2 separate regions of the Oryza sativa genome follow, and region 1 is linked to region 2. Evidence: chromatin contacts called from public ChIA-PET data. All regions are on one chromosome and are shown on one strand. Each heading gives the region's core, a stretch centred on a gene start, on an enhancer-like site or on the middle of the called end of the contact. The rest is flanking DNA. Distances are from core to core; before and after follow the strand shown.

Region 1 (6,453 bases), core at 1,016-3,515, 52 kb after region 2:
TGCTGACAGTGTCAACCGGCGAATTAGCCCAACGCGGCAGTCTGACCGGCCGCCGGAGACGACTTGCCACCTGTTGCTGCCGGCCGCATTGAGTATTATAGTAGTACTGCACAACATAAGGTGTGTTTAGTTCACACCAAAATTAGAAATTTGGTTAAAATTGGAACGATGTGACGAAAAAGTTAGAAATTTATGTGTGTAAGAAAGTTTTGATGTAGTGGAAAAGTTGGAAGTTTGAAAAAAAAGTTTGGAACTAAACACGGCCATATTTCCCATATACAACCATGCCACTGTACATGCTGCCAAGGAGTACCGATGTTCAATCAAAATTCAAGACAGATTCACCAAACCTTTTATTTTTTCCATCTAGCATCTCACATGCTTAACCATAGGCCATATTGTACCAGAAAAGGAGTGAACTACGCCCACAACACAGGTACATGATCAAGAAGGAGAATGTCACACAGTTGCTGCAGATTCTAAAACACAAAAACGGAAGGGAAACATGAGGCTTAGGTAGGGAGTTGCATATAGTGATTGCCACGGCTACTGTCAGTTTGTCATGCATGAGTGCTGCGCAAGATCCCATGGATGTAACCACCGACCATGACCAAGGAGACGAGGGAAACGACACCAGCTGGGAATATCTTCCCGGACTTCTTGAAGCGAGATCCCATGACCGACAAGAGGGCAGCAGATATACCTAGAATGCAAAGCGAGACAACATCAGGGAAAGACTCCATGTTGAAGTAATTCCATGCCAAGGATAATAAGGACCACAAGGTCCACAACATAGGTGGCTCAGAAAATGATTTTGCATACCTAAACCAATAGATGATGCAAAGACAGGTCTCACTGGGAGTTGAGTGTGGACGAAGTACAGGACCAGGGCTGATATGCCTCCTGCGGCTAAGGATTTCTGGCTTCCACTCTTCATGTACCCCATCGCTCCACCGGCTACAGAATTTGGAATCACAATAGTCAATTTCTAACAAAAATGAAGCTCTCTTTTGATGGCAACAACCAATGCTTCAATATAATCTATCCTCAGATGCACCTTGAAGGCTAGAACAGGCTGTCAGGCTCTGATGTAGAACCTCACACAGGATGGTAACACCACACAGTCATTCACTCCAGTAGATCATAACGCTATTATTGAACCGATGATGCAGCTAAAATTATAACAGGACTATCATCTGCTAGTTTCACAGACATAATCACAATGGAGAAAAAATAATTCAAAATTTTAGGATGATCACTCTTGTGTTAATTTTCTTCTTTTTTTTTTTAGGATGTTCATTTTTAGGTGGTTGTTTAGCTGTACTCCATTTCATTCTTCCTAAGAGAAAATTTGTGCACATTGTGCTTGCCTGTAGGCCAAAATTTGTGCACATCCTGTGACCAGTGATATACAGAGTGCTAATGCACCATTTGTGTTTGTGTCTACAAAAAGCACATGCTGGTAGTTGTATCATCATTGTTCTGATACAAGCTGGACTTGAGAAACCAAAACTCAAAAAGCAGGCTGCTGAATCTGAATGTTGCATAGGTGTTCTGGTTTTCTACAGTTGGAAATTATCAAGTACCCAGTCAAGTCCAACAATTATTGATCTCATCAAATTAGTAATAATTCGACCTGACTAATAAGGATTTAATTTTATTCACGAGAATAACCTGACAAGTATGTGTGTTCTAACTTATTGGGAACTAGTTGGTGAACCAGAAGTTGAAATGCACACAATTACCCCAATGGCTAATCACTTTGATAAAGAAATGCAGTAGCTCTCATTCTCCAAAATCAAACTACTCGAATCCAAGGCGTTTGCACACTACAGTAGATCAGTAGGAGTACTAAAAATGAACTGGTCGTGGCATTACTGCATTTTTACCTCCGACGAGAGCGGCGTAGGCGAGGGTGATCTTCTGCGACATGGAGAGCCCCTGCCCCATCTTCTCCTCCTCCCCTTCCCCCTCCTCGTCGCCCCCACCACCCCGCGGCTTCTCGCTGTCCCCGCCGCCGCCGCTCCCAGAGCCGTCGCCTGCGCCTCCGCCTCCCGATCCGCCGAGCTCGGGCTCCCTGGCCGCGACGGCGACGAGGAGGCGCGCGGAGGGGCGGAGCGAGAGGGCGGCCGGGGCGCGGGGGCGCAGCAGGAGGAGCGAGCACTGGGAGATCGGGGAGGATGGCGGCGCGAGGGCGAGTGGCGCGAGTGGTAAGGTCGTCGTCGCGATGGCCATGGATGAGCTCGAGTTCCAACTTCGAGTGCTCGAGATGGAGGTGATGTGATGGGGATTTTTTACGGGGAGGTTGGTGGTGTGAGACTGTGGGTGGGCCCCCGGTTTTCTTTTTCTTTTCTTTTCTTTTCTTTTCTTTTCTTTTATTTCCTTTTCTTTCTTTTCTTTTTCTTTTTGGAATTCCTTTTTTTTTCCTTTTCTGTTGCTGGATTTTTGGGTTGGGTTGCATCTAGAAGGACGATTCGTTTCTTGTGGAGCGCGTGGGACGCATGACTGCATGTGCACCCCCTGCATCATACGCATGTTGCCCAATAAAGAATTTCACCACATTTCTGAATTATGATTTTAAAATTAAGTTTAATTTTTTTTCCCTGGTTACACGGAGCACACATACGCACACACCGTCGTACACGTATACCAGTGAAGAATATAAAAACCTTCAAGAGTTTAGGTAAACACGTACCACGCTTGCAAACCTGCGTACTCCTTCCGTTTCATATTGTAAGACTTTCTAACATTATTCATATTTATATAAATGTTAATTAATTAAAACACACACACATATATATATATATATATGTCTAGATTCATTAACATATATATAAATATGGACAATGCTAGAAAGTCTTATAATATGAAACGGAGGTAGTAATATATTTTGACTTACATATTTATAGAATAATTTAGGGAATTCTTTTGATCTAACAAACTATAGAGCATCGTGAGCACGCCTTTTAAGCTTCTAAACAATACGATTGTGGTGTAACTTGCATTATCAATATTTTTTAAACACTTTTCTAAACCAACCTTTTCAAACTTTATAATACTAGTTGATTAATTCATTTATTTGTATCTTAAATAATTACCATAAGAGCTATATTCTACCGTGCTACTAGTTGTACAGCCGCAGCTGTCAGACAACCATTGCTACCGAACATCCCTATAAGCTAAGGCCGTGTTTAGTTCGGAGTATTAAATATAGAAAAAAAAATAATTATATAGATTATGTGTAAATTACGAGACAAATCTTTTAAGTCTAATTGCGCCATGATTTAATAATGTGGTGCTGCAGTAAATATTTGCTAATGACGAATTAATTAGACTTAAAAAATTTGTCTCGCAGTTTACATGCAGAATATGTAATTTGTTTTATTATTAGACTACGTTTAATACTTTAAATATGTGTCCGTATATTCGATGTGACACGCACAAACTTTAAATAGGGCCTAAGTTTCATTTACAATACTATCCCCTTGGACCAAACCTTTGTAATATTCATTATAACAAACCTTTGGTAATGTTCATTATTGGATTATGATGCTTCACACGGCTAAACAAAAAAGCTTTCAACTTTATACATACCTAGTCCAAGATTGTGACTCTGACCAGTAACACCGGCACACTTGCAATCTTTACAAACCGGAGAAAACGACTTGCAATCTTTACAAACCGGAGAAAACGACCGTGTTTCTCACCCAACCTCAATATCAAAATCTCTCTTTTTTTAGTTTACTTCCAGTATATACAAAAAGCTTCAAAATTTATAGCAACCCAAAACTGACGAACTCGATCGCTTCACTTTCCACCAAGACTTCACCTGACCTTGCCTTGCCGGCCAGCGTGGACTCAGAAAACAGTAGCCAAGTCTCGGCAAAGAGGAGGAAATTGCCCAACCAAAACACCCACAAAGAAGAAGAGGAGGAGTCGCCAAGACGTCGTAGGCAACACCTCCCTTCCCCCCTACCCTTGAACCGAGGCCGAGTCGTGGTCGCCGCGAGTGGAAGGCAACAACTCTCCAAGGCAGGCACAGGCAGCAGCAGCAGGAGGAGAGGAGGCAGGCGCGGGCGGCGTGAGCAGCAGCGGCAGCGCCGCATTACAGCCTTGGGAGTAGGAGGAGGAGGAGGCAGCGGATGATGATCCCTAGGGAAGGGGCGGTGCCGGAGCCCGCGGCGGCGTCCTGATCCCCGACCGACGATCGCGGCTGCTGCTGTTGCTATTTTTTCAGGTTGGTTTTGGTGCTATTCGATTCGGTTTGGTTATTCACGAGTTCTTGGATTTGGGGTAGTTTGGATTTAGGATTAGTGGGTGTAGTGCTTGCTTTGGTTAGGTGCGGCGTGGATCTGGGAGGTCGATTTAGTATGCTCTAGTTTGGTATATGTGAATTATTCAGCGCGATTTGAGAATATTGAAGCTGATTTATGAACTTGAGCATATCATAGAGAAAGGAAGGGAGCGAATTTGTGGAGAAAGTTGCTTCTTTTTCACACTTAGAATAGTTTTATATACTTTTAATCAACTGATTAGACTTCCTGTGGTGGTGGTTATAGAGGATGGAGAATCCTCAGATTGAGATGGGGGCCTTCAAGGCGAACGGTCCGCAATTGCAGAATGGTGGGCTACGTTCCAGCATGGTTCAGTCCTGGAACCTGCAGAGATTCGTTGAGAGCGCGCTGCGGAGCATCAGGATTGTCATATTCACTTCTAAGCTCAATCTGCTCTTGCCGTTTGGGCCTGCGTCGATCATTCTACACTATACTACCAGCAGACATGTAAGTCCTGTTCACAGCAACTGAACTCTATTCGACCGCATTTTGTTTATATTTATCATTGTTCGTAGGCTAGAAACCAGAGTACCCTATCGAGATGAACTAATAATTGGGCTCACTGCTCTTTAGTAACATTACTAGTTTTGTATTTTTTGTTAATGTTTCATCAATTGAAGACTATCTGATTTAGTCAATAGGTTTTTCTTATGATGATCTCTTATTGCTACTCAGTACTTGTAACTGATTTCTACTTTACCAAAATTGCAGGGATTGGTCTTCCTATTCAGCATGCTAGGAATAACACCTTTAGCTGAGCGCTTGGGTTATGCAACTGAGTGAGTTAGTGAACTCTAGACCTATTTTTTTCTGACCTTATTTCGTTTAACCTAAACTACTGTTCTACAGGCAGCTCGCAATATACACTGGTCCAACAGGTATGCATTTTTATTTTTATGATTTATAACCTATTACAAAATGGAGAACCAGTGAACAATAACAGACATTTTCTTTTAATACCGATTGCAGTTGGGGGGCTTCTAAATGCTACGTTCGGAAATGCAACTGAAATGATCATAGCAATATATGCTTTGAAAAATGGAATGATCCGAGTAGTTCAACAATCATTGCTTGGTTCCATATTATCAAATATGTTGTTGGTTATGGGCTGTGCTTTCTTTGCTGGCGGTATTGTTCATCGGAACAAGGACCAAGTCTTCAGCAAGGTAATTTTGATGCAACATGTTGTGCGTCCTTTCCACTCAAAAGTTCCTGATATGAAATCAATTTTTATTTACTACAGGCAACTGCAGTTGTTAACTCAGGTTTACTGTTGATGGCTGTCATGGGACTAATGTTTCCTGCTGTCCTTCACTTCACGCATTCAGAAGTGAGGCAAGGAGCATCAGAGGTTTCTCTTTCAAGGTTCAGCAGTTGTATTATGCTTGTGGCATATGCAAGCTATCTCTATTTCCAACTAAGTGGACGGAATAATGCTTATAGTCCAATTGGCAGTGTAAGTGTATACCTCAATTTAATTCTTCATTGATGGTGACAAATATGATATGCTTGCACTTTGAATTGGAACAACAAGCAATGAACTAATCTCCTTGATAACAGTCAGTTACATTCCCTAAAAATAAAAATGTAATATCCATGTTCCATCGCCTGTCATAGGAAGAAATGCCCAATGAGGATGCAGCAGAGGAAGATGAAGAATCAGAGATTGGCATGTGGGAGTCCATAGCATGGCTCGCGATGTTGACATTATGGGTGTCTATTCTTTCTGAATACCTGGTTAATGCCATTGAGGTATTCCTTCTCTTCTAATTTAGAATGACAGCACAAAAAAAAAGTAGCTGTTCTTAATATGTGCAACTGACAAATGATTTTTTTTGGCCTGTTAAACTTGACAATTAACTCTATTTTGTTTATATTGGGTTACTCATATCAGGGAAAATGTCCACCTTAAATTTGGAAATGATTATTTGATATATGATAAGAGATGTTTACCTCTTTCTGATGAAAGTCCATGAATATTGCATCTCTAATACTGTATTTTAGGACAGATTTAACTGCTCTGGCCATGTTATACATTGTTTGTCTTACAGGTCACCTGAGTACCTCTGCATGGGTATACTATTGATCACTGCTTTGCTCTTTGCTATTTGCTATCAGG
Region 2 (6,780 bases), core at 1,106-3,605:
CAGGGTTCGTTCTTCAGCAGCCAATGTGGTTTGTCAAATTTAAGCGTTTGTCTTCAAATTCCTATGTCTGAGGATACCGAGAACAAGAATTTATAGAAGCTTCAGACCACCGGTGACATCATCGACCATGTCAGCTGGCCCTGCTCAATTAAAACAGTACGACAAATATTAGATAGCACAAATCACTGAAAACTGTGGTACACAGTGATTTGAATGTAGCTTACCAAGAATAGCCATGACTGTTCTTGAATCTACAGGAAGCAGAGATGGGAACATAATTAATCCAACAGCAGATATTAAACAGATGCTAAATTGAATAAAGTAAAGCCTGAAGAACTCACTTGGTGCGATCTGTGTTCTTCCAGCATCAATAGTTATGTGTGTTGGGATATTCAAAGACTTTGCTCTTCCCTGCACCAAAAGAAATTTTAATTAAACATAACAGAAAAAATGCAAGCATTAACAACGTTTTATACTATTATGGAATTGAAAGGTAACATATTAGCTATATAAAAGATCTCGTTGAATGCAGAATATAAATATTATGATGCATAAGTGTCAAGTGTTGGGTTTCAAGAAGCGCGGTGATTTTTCTTTTTTCACAGCCAATGTTTCAGAGTGAGTTTTCCAATCGAAATTTCAAGTTGTTTTAACCAATTGTTCGTTGATACTACTAATGCTCTAGTCCACTTCTAATGCCATGAGAATTTCCTTTTTATTTATTAATATGCACAATTTGACAGGTAAAAGGGGAATATTTTCTGTTTCTGTTCATCTGCAGGTATTATACTATTCCAACTCACAAATTACCTTTATAGATGTAGTAAAAATAAAAATAACTTTCAACAATAATGAGTCAACAGGCAACAGAAAAGGGTATTTACTTGTAAAACAAGCATATCTTCCTCGCTTTCAATTTTCACGACCACCTTAACTTGACCACACCTCTCCCACCTAGCAAAGATAGTAAATTAGTTTCCTTCCTGTTGTTATCATGCAATGACAATCGAATTGCTTACATATGAACATGAACATGTGGAAGAAACTTCAAACATAATTGGAAATGTTAAAAAAAATACCTTCTTAATGATTTTGGAGCTCTCTGTTGGAGTTTTTTAAACAGACCCAACGTTGCATGGCTGAGATGACAGAATAAGAGATAATCACTGACATTTGCAAGATAAAAAGAAATATGCACAGGAGAAAAGTTATAAAGCATGACAACACTCCAATGCTGAAGGTAAAGATTAAATGCAGGAGCTGGACATGAAGATAAGCAATTTGTTTGTGCCAATTCATTTATTCCATAACGACAAGTGTATAGTACAACTGTATAAGAGGCAAATTTAGTTATGGTAGGATATATAACAAGTTCTCTAAATCACAAGGTCAACGTGCCAGTCCCAAAAATATGAGTTCTACCTCTTGTAGCCTCAGATAACAATATGATCACAAAATTTCCCCCTTCAAAAAATGGGAAACTCTATTCGAAAGGATTCTTCCTATTTTAACATTGGTTTCAACTTTCACATTCAGACACACAATACACTAATAGCCTATCACTATGTGCTAATTAGTGAGCTCAGTTCATCAGTAAAATAAACTCTACTCAACTGTCGAAACGAAGATACAGATAAACTGAGAAGTATTCACCTGCATTGCGCGGCAATCTTCCCCTTCCCCATCTTCAAATCATTCCTCACAACCAGCACCTGCCACCACCACAGCAACAGCCAACGGAATCAGACATCTCACTCTCTGCGCACATCAAAGAAACAAATCCAGCAGAAAAGTAGAAGGGGATTTTGAGCCAAATTTCCAGTACCATCTTGAAATCCTCTATAATCTCAGCGAGATTCTCGACCTCCAGGGGGCTAGCCGCGGTCCGTGCCTTGGCCCTCTCGGCCTCCTTCGCCGAGTCGGACTTGGTCACCACGTTGCGCGCCCAGAACAGCAGCCGGAGCCCGGCGCGCTTGGGCGCCCGCTTCGCCGCCCGGCTGCGGCCGGAGTTTTCGTCATCATCATCTTCTTCCGAATCCTCCTCGGAATCCTCGTCCGAGGTCTCCCCGGAAGCGGGGGAGGCAGCGACGACCTGGCGGGGGAAGCGGCTGAGGGCGAGGAAGTAGCCGAGGGCGAAGCAGCCCGCGGCGCCAGCTATAGCGGTGGCGGCTCCCGGGATGGCGGCCGCCGTGGGAAGGGAGAGGACGGAGGCCGAGGCGCCCATCGGAGGATCGCCGGCGCCGGTGGCGGCGGCGGCGGCGGCGCAAGGCGGGGAGGGGTTGGGGTTGGGGATGCGCGATACTACCGCGTGGGGGTTTCGGGAGGAGGCGGTGATTTAGGTGGAGGGGATGATTCTGACAGGTGGGCCCAACGGCTCAGCGAATGAACGGTACGTGCGTCCCTGGACCGTCCGATGGGGGATTGGCGTCTGGGATCTCGCGAATCGAGGCGCGACACGTGGCAGGTCGCGCCGTGGGCCCCACTAAGCCACGTGTACCGCCTGTACGGGCTACAGCCCGGCCTATAAAGGCCAGGGATTCGAACTAGCATAACCCGGCGGAATAAGTTCACTTTGGGTCCCTCTATTTGTCGCCGAGTCCGATTTTCGTCCCTTGACCGTAAAACCGGGTATGACCCGTCCCCCAACTTACAAAAACCGGATAAACGTGGTCCCTCGGCGGTTTTGAAGGCGGTTTTGGATGACGTGGCGCATACGTGGTTTGTTTGACTAGGTCTCCGTCGCACGTGGCATTGACGTGGCGCTTACGTGGCAATTATATCTCGGAAAAATAATAAAAAGCGTGGCCCCACATGTCAGCTGCATATAAAAAATTATTTAAAAATGGTGGGGCCCATGTGGGCCCACATGTCAGCTACACAACAAAAACCCCACGTGGGCCCCACATGTCATTCCCTATCTCCTCTCGGCTCTCTCTCATCTTCCCCATCGTCGCCACAACACGCGCCAAGATGTCGTCGCCATCCATCGCCGCCGCCTCCATCGCCGCGCGCAAAGAGGAGGGAGCGGCGCGGCGGCTGTGGCCACAAGAGGAAGGGACGGCGGAGCGGCGCGAAGCCGGCGGAGAGGGAGGCGGAGGCGGAGACGGCGGCACGCGAAGGAGGAGTCGGCGGCGGCGGGTCCGAAGTCGTGCAGCTCCGGCCGCCGCTCCCTCCTCTCCCGTCGGCCGCCACGGGCCGCTCCTCTGCCATCGGCCGCCGCGCCACGCTTTGCCCGAGGCCCGCCGCAGCTGCTTCCTCGGATCCAAGGCTGCCTCATTCTGAGCGTCCTCGCTGCCGAGATCCAAGGGCGCCGCCACTGCTTCCCCGGACGACCTCGACTCCCGCGGGCTCTCCGCCGCCGCTCCGACCGCCGTCGTGCCGCCGTTGTCCCGCCAGCTTCGCGCGCCGCCGCTCCGGCCGCCGTCGTGCCGCCGTTGCCCCCGCCGGCTTCGCGCGCCGCCGCTCCGACCGCTGTCGTGCCGCCGCTGGCCACCGCTCCGTCCACGTGGGGAAAAGAGAAGTAGGATAGGGAAGAGGAGGGAGAGCCGAGAGGGAGAGGGAATGTGGGGCCCACGTGGGCCCCACCATATTTTTTTTATAGCTAACATGTGGGCCCACGGGGGCCACCATTTTAAAATTATTTTTTATGTGTAGCTGACATGTGGACCCACGATTTTTATTATTTTTCAAAGATATAATTGCGACGTAAGCGCCACGTCAATGCCACGTGGGACAGAGACCTAGTCAAACCTGCCACGTAGGCGCCACATCAGCCAAAACCGCTATCCAAACCGCCTTAGGACTTTATGTGCCCGGTTTTCGTAAGTTGGGGGACGGGTTATACCCGGTTTTGGGGTTCAGGGACGAAAATCGGACTGGGCGACAAATAGAGGGACCTAAGTGAACTTGTTCCTAACCCGGCCTATAAACGTGGCATGGGCCTACATTTTTGCGAATTGCATAGGCCCATTCGCCCCGTGCTCGCTTCAAGATTCGTGCAGCTTACGTTGCAGCGCCGATGCATACTGCTACCTCCGTTCAAAATTAATTCCATTTCACCTATCCCACACGAACCAATACAAAATCAAAAGTAGAATACTCAAAATTAGAATGATGTGACTGAAAAGTTGTGTGTGACAGGTTGATATGATGAAAAAGTACTGAAATTTGGATCTAAACTTTGGATCTAAACACAGCCATTGTTAGTCAATTAAGAATCTTGAAGATCATGCTGAAATAAAGAAAATGTTTATATTTTAGGATAGAGGAGGTATTTTTTTATATATTAATTTTTTTAGACCGACGGAATTCGTGCAGAGACAGCTGCGACATCAAATCCATCGATCGGTACCTACGGTACGTAACGTGCCCGTCCCATCCCATCCCATCCCTCGATGGATGGACGGATATACTCCCTCGGTCAACAAAAAAAAAAAAGACCAACGTTTGACCGTCCGTCTTATTTGAAAAAATTATGAAAAAAATTAAAAAGACAAATAACGCACAAAATTTTAATCATGTTTTATCATCTAACAACAATGAAAATATGAATTATAAAAAAAATTATATAAGATGGACAGTCAAAGTTGGACACGGAAACCAGGGTTCACCTTTTTTTAGATGGAGGGAGCACGGAGTATGCAACGACGCAATCGCGCGCGAGTCCGTCTGTTTTTCTCTAGCGGTACGTGCAATGTCGATTCGGACGGTTGGTAATGTCGATTACAGTAGCCACGATTAATTAACCCATGTCCCATGTGCGCAGGTGCCGGAAGCCCGGAATCCATCGAGTTCTCGAAAGGTCCCTGTACTAGCTACTCCCTCTCTCCATTAATACAGAGGATTATGCTCCCTAAGTTTATCCAGAAATTTAAGGGATTCCGAGATAAGAAGTAAAGCAGCAATCAGAAATTGAGTACCCCCATCCATTCCCATCAGAAAAGGTATATAGTGAAAAGTACATGTAGTACTACTCTGCATGCAGCTCCTTTGAATCCTATCTTAGTTCATTTCTATGGGCCCCTTCGAATCGTAGGACGGAGAAAACATACGAATAGGAAAAACGTAGGATTTTAATAGGAATGTAAATGTATAACAGAGGATTGTAAAACGCAGGAAAAACACAGGAATGACCGTTTGATTGAACCAAGGAAAAACTTAGAAATTAGATGAGAGAGATAGACTCAAAGGAAAGTTACCAAGAGGTTGAAGCTCTTGCTAAATTTCCTCCAAAATCTCTATAGGATTGTCCATTCTATAGGAATTTCAAAGGATTGGATATAATTCGATCTTTTGTTTCAAAGGGCTTCATAGGAAAATTTCCTATAAGATTGAAATCCTCCAAAATTCCTATGTTTTTCCTCCAATTCAAAGGGGCCCTAAATATGTATTTTATACTACCTCTGTTTTTTAATAGATGACGCCGTTGATTTTTTCTCACATGTTTGACCATTCGTCTTATTCAAAAAATTTACGTAATTATAATTTATTTTGTTATGAGTTGTTTTATCACTCATAGTACTTTAAGTGTGATTTATATCTTATACATTTGCATAAAATTTTTGAATAAGACGAATGGTGAAATATGTGAGAAAAAGTCAACGGCGTCATCTATTAAAAAACGGAGGGAGAACGCTTCATTCAGTTTGCTAATAAGTTCATTTTCACACTATCACATGCTCCTCCATCCCAAAAAAGTATATAGGTTGGGTTTTTTTTTTATAGAGGGAGTACTCTGTAGCTTAGATTTAGCATTCCGTACTCTTCCTTAATTTGAACTATATTTGGCATAATACTCTATATTCCTGGACGGAGGGTGTATTAGTATAGAATATTCATATCATAAGGTTGTCTTCGTTCTCTCACTTTCTCAACTTCTACTATCTTGTTTCCGTACGTATACTTTCCAAACCGCTAAATGGAGTGTTTCTTTTTAAATTTTCTATAGGAAATTGTTTTTTAAAAATCATATTAATCTATTTAAAAGTTTTTTTAAGTTAATACTTAATTAATTATGTGCTAATAGGTTATCTCATTTTTTCATGCGTGAGACATGAATTACCAACGTCCAGGTTCACCCATCCTATGTCGATTTGATTTTTGGTCAAAATCAAACTACTCCAAGTTTAATCACGTTTGAGAGAAAAATAGTAACATATTGAACACAAGACAAATATATATACTATAAAATATAATCAATTATAGATTTAATAAAATTAATTTGGTGTAGATAGTAGTATTAGTATATTTATCTATTGTATTGAATAAGAGTATATTTGTCTATCAACTTGAAATAGTTTAATGGACGATGGAGTAGCTAGGTGGTAGAGCTAGCGGTAACTGGTTGATTTGATTGGTACGGATGTTACGTGTACATGTACTCCGTACGCAGGTATACGTATGGACTACGTACCTGCTGTCACGCCCTGAAGTTTTCCCCCTTTGCTTGCTTTAAAAATTGGCTAAATAAATCGTCCGAAGAAATTATCTTAATTAACCTAGAGCTAATTCCCTAATTAATAAATGCAAATAATAATCGGAATCGGCATGTGGAATTTTTCTTGGATTCTACATGTCAAATAATGCTAACAGGATTTTTAGTGGAATTTTCAGAGCCTTGGAAATAATTTTTACCAATTAAAAATCACCAAAGTGCAATTTTAATCCCAGGAAAATCCTTTCTTCTTTTTCTTTTTCCTTTTTCCTCCTTTTTCCTCTTCTTGGGCCGTCGGCCCAGTCCACCCGTCGCCCGCGCTCGGCCTCCCCTTGTGGGCCGGCCCG

The links. ChIA-PET counts read pairs in DNA pulled down with a chosen protein or histone mark.
Region 1: an RNA polymerase II ChIA-PET map of leaf shows a contact between it and region 2, with 5 times the contacts expected there. The contact joins the promoter of LOC4337241 here to the promoter of LOC4337239 in region 2. A contact is called at or near these places in 3 of 4 datasets of contacts at active chromatin or transcription factors (leaf and seedling).

What each region holds. Positions count from the first base shown.
Region 1 is chr4:33,826,493-33,832,945 of ASM3414082v1, forward strand. LOC4337241 (protein FATTY ACID EXPORT 7) reads right to left here and starts at 2,266. Exons shown (of 3, transcript XM_015780205.3): 1 at 1,890-2,266; 2 at 823-957; 3 at 319-703. The coding sequence starts at 2,235. The coding sequence ends at 561. It overlaps LOC4337242 (vacuolar cation/proton exchanger 3-like), which reads left to right and starts at 3,861. Exons shown (of 12, transcript NM_001402448.1): 1 at 3,861-4,237; 2 at 4,560-4,781; 3 at 5,046-5,113; 4 at 5,184-5,212; 5 at 5,304-5,500; 6 at 5,578-5,790; 7 at 5,952-6,086; 8 at 6,453. The coding sequence starts at 4,563.
Region 2 is chr4:33,774,610-33,781,389 of ASM3414082v1, forward strand. LOC4337239 reads right to left here and starts at 2,356. Exons shown (of 7, transcript XM_015778530.2): 1 at 1,826-2,356; 2 at 1,654-1,712; 3 at 1,080-1,139; 4 at 885-954; 5 at 342-411; 6 at 225-251; 7 at 1-140. The coding sequence starts at 2,224. The coding sequence ends at 91.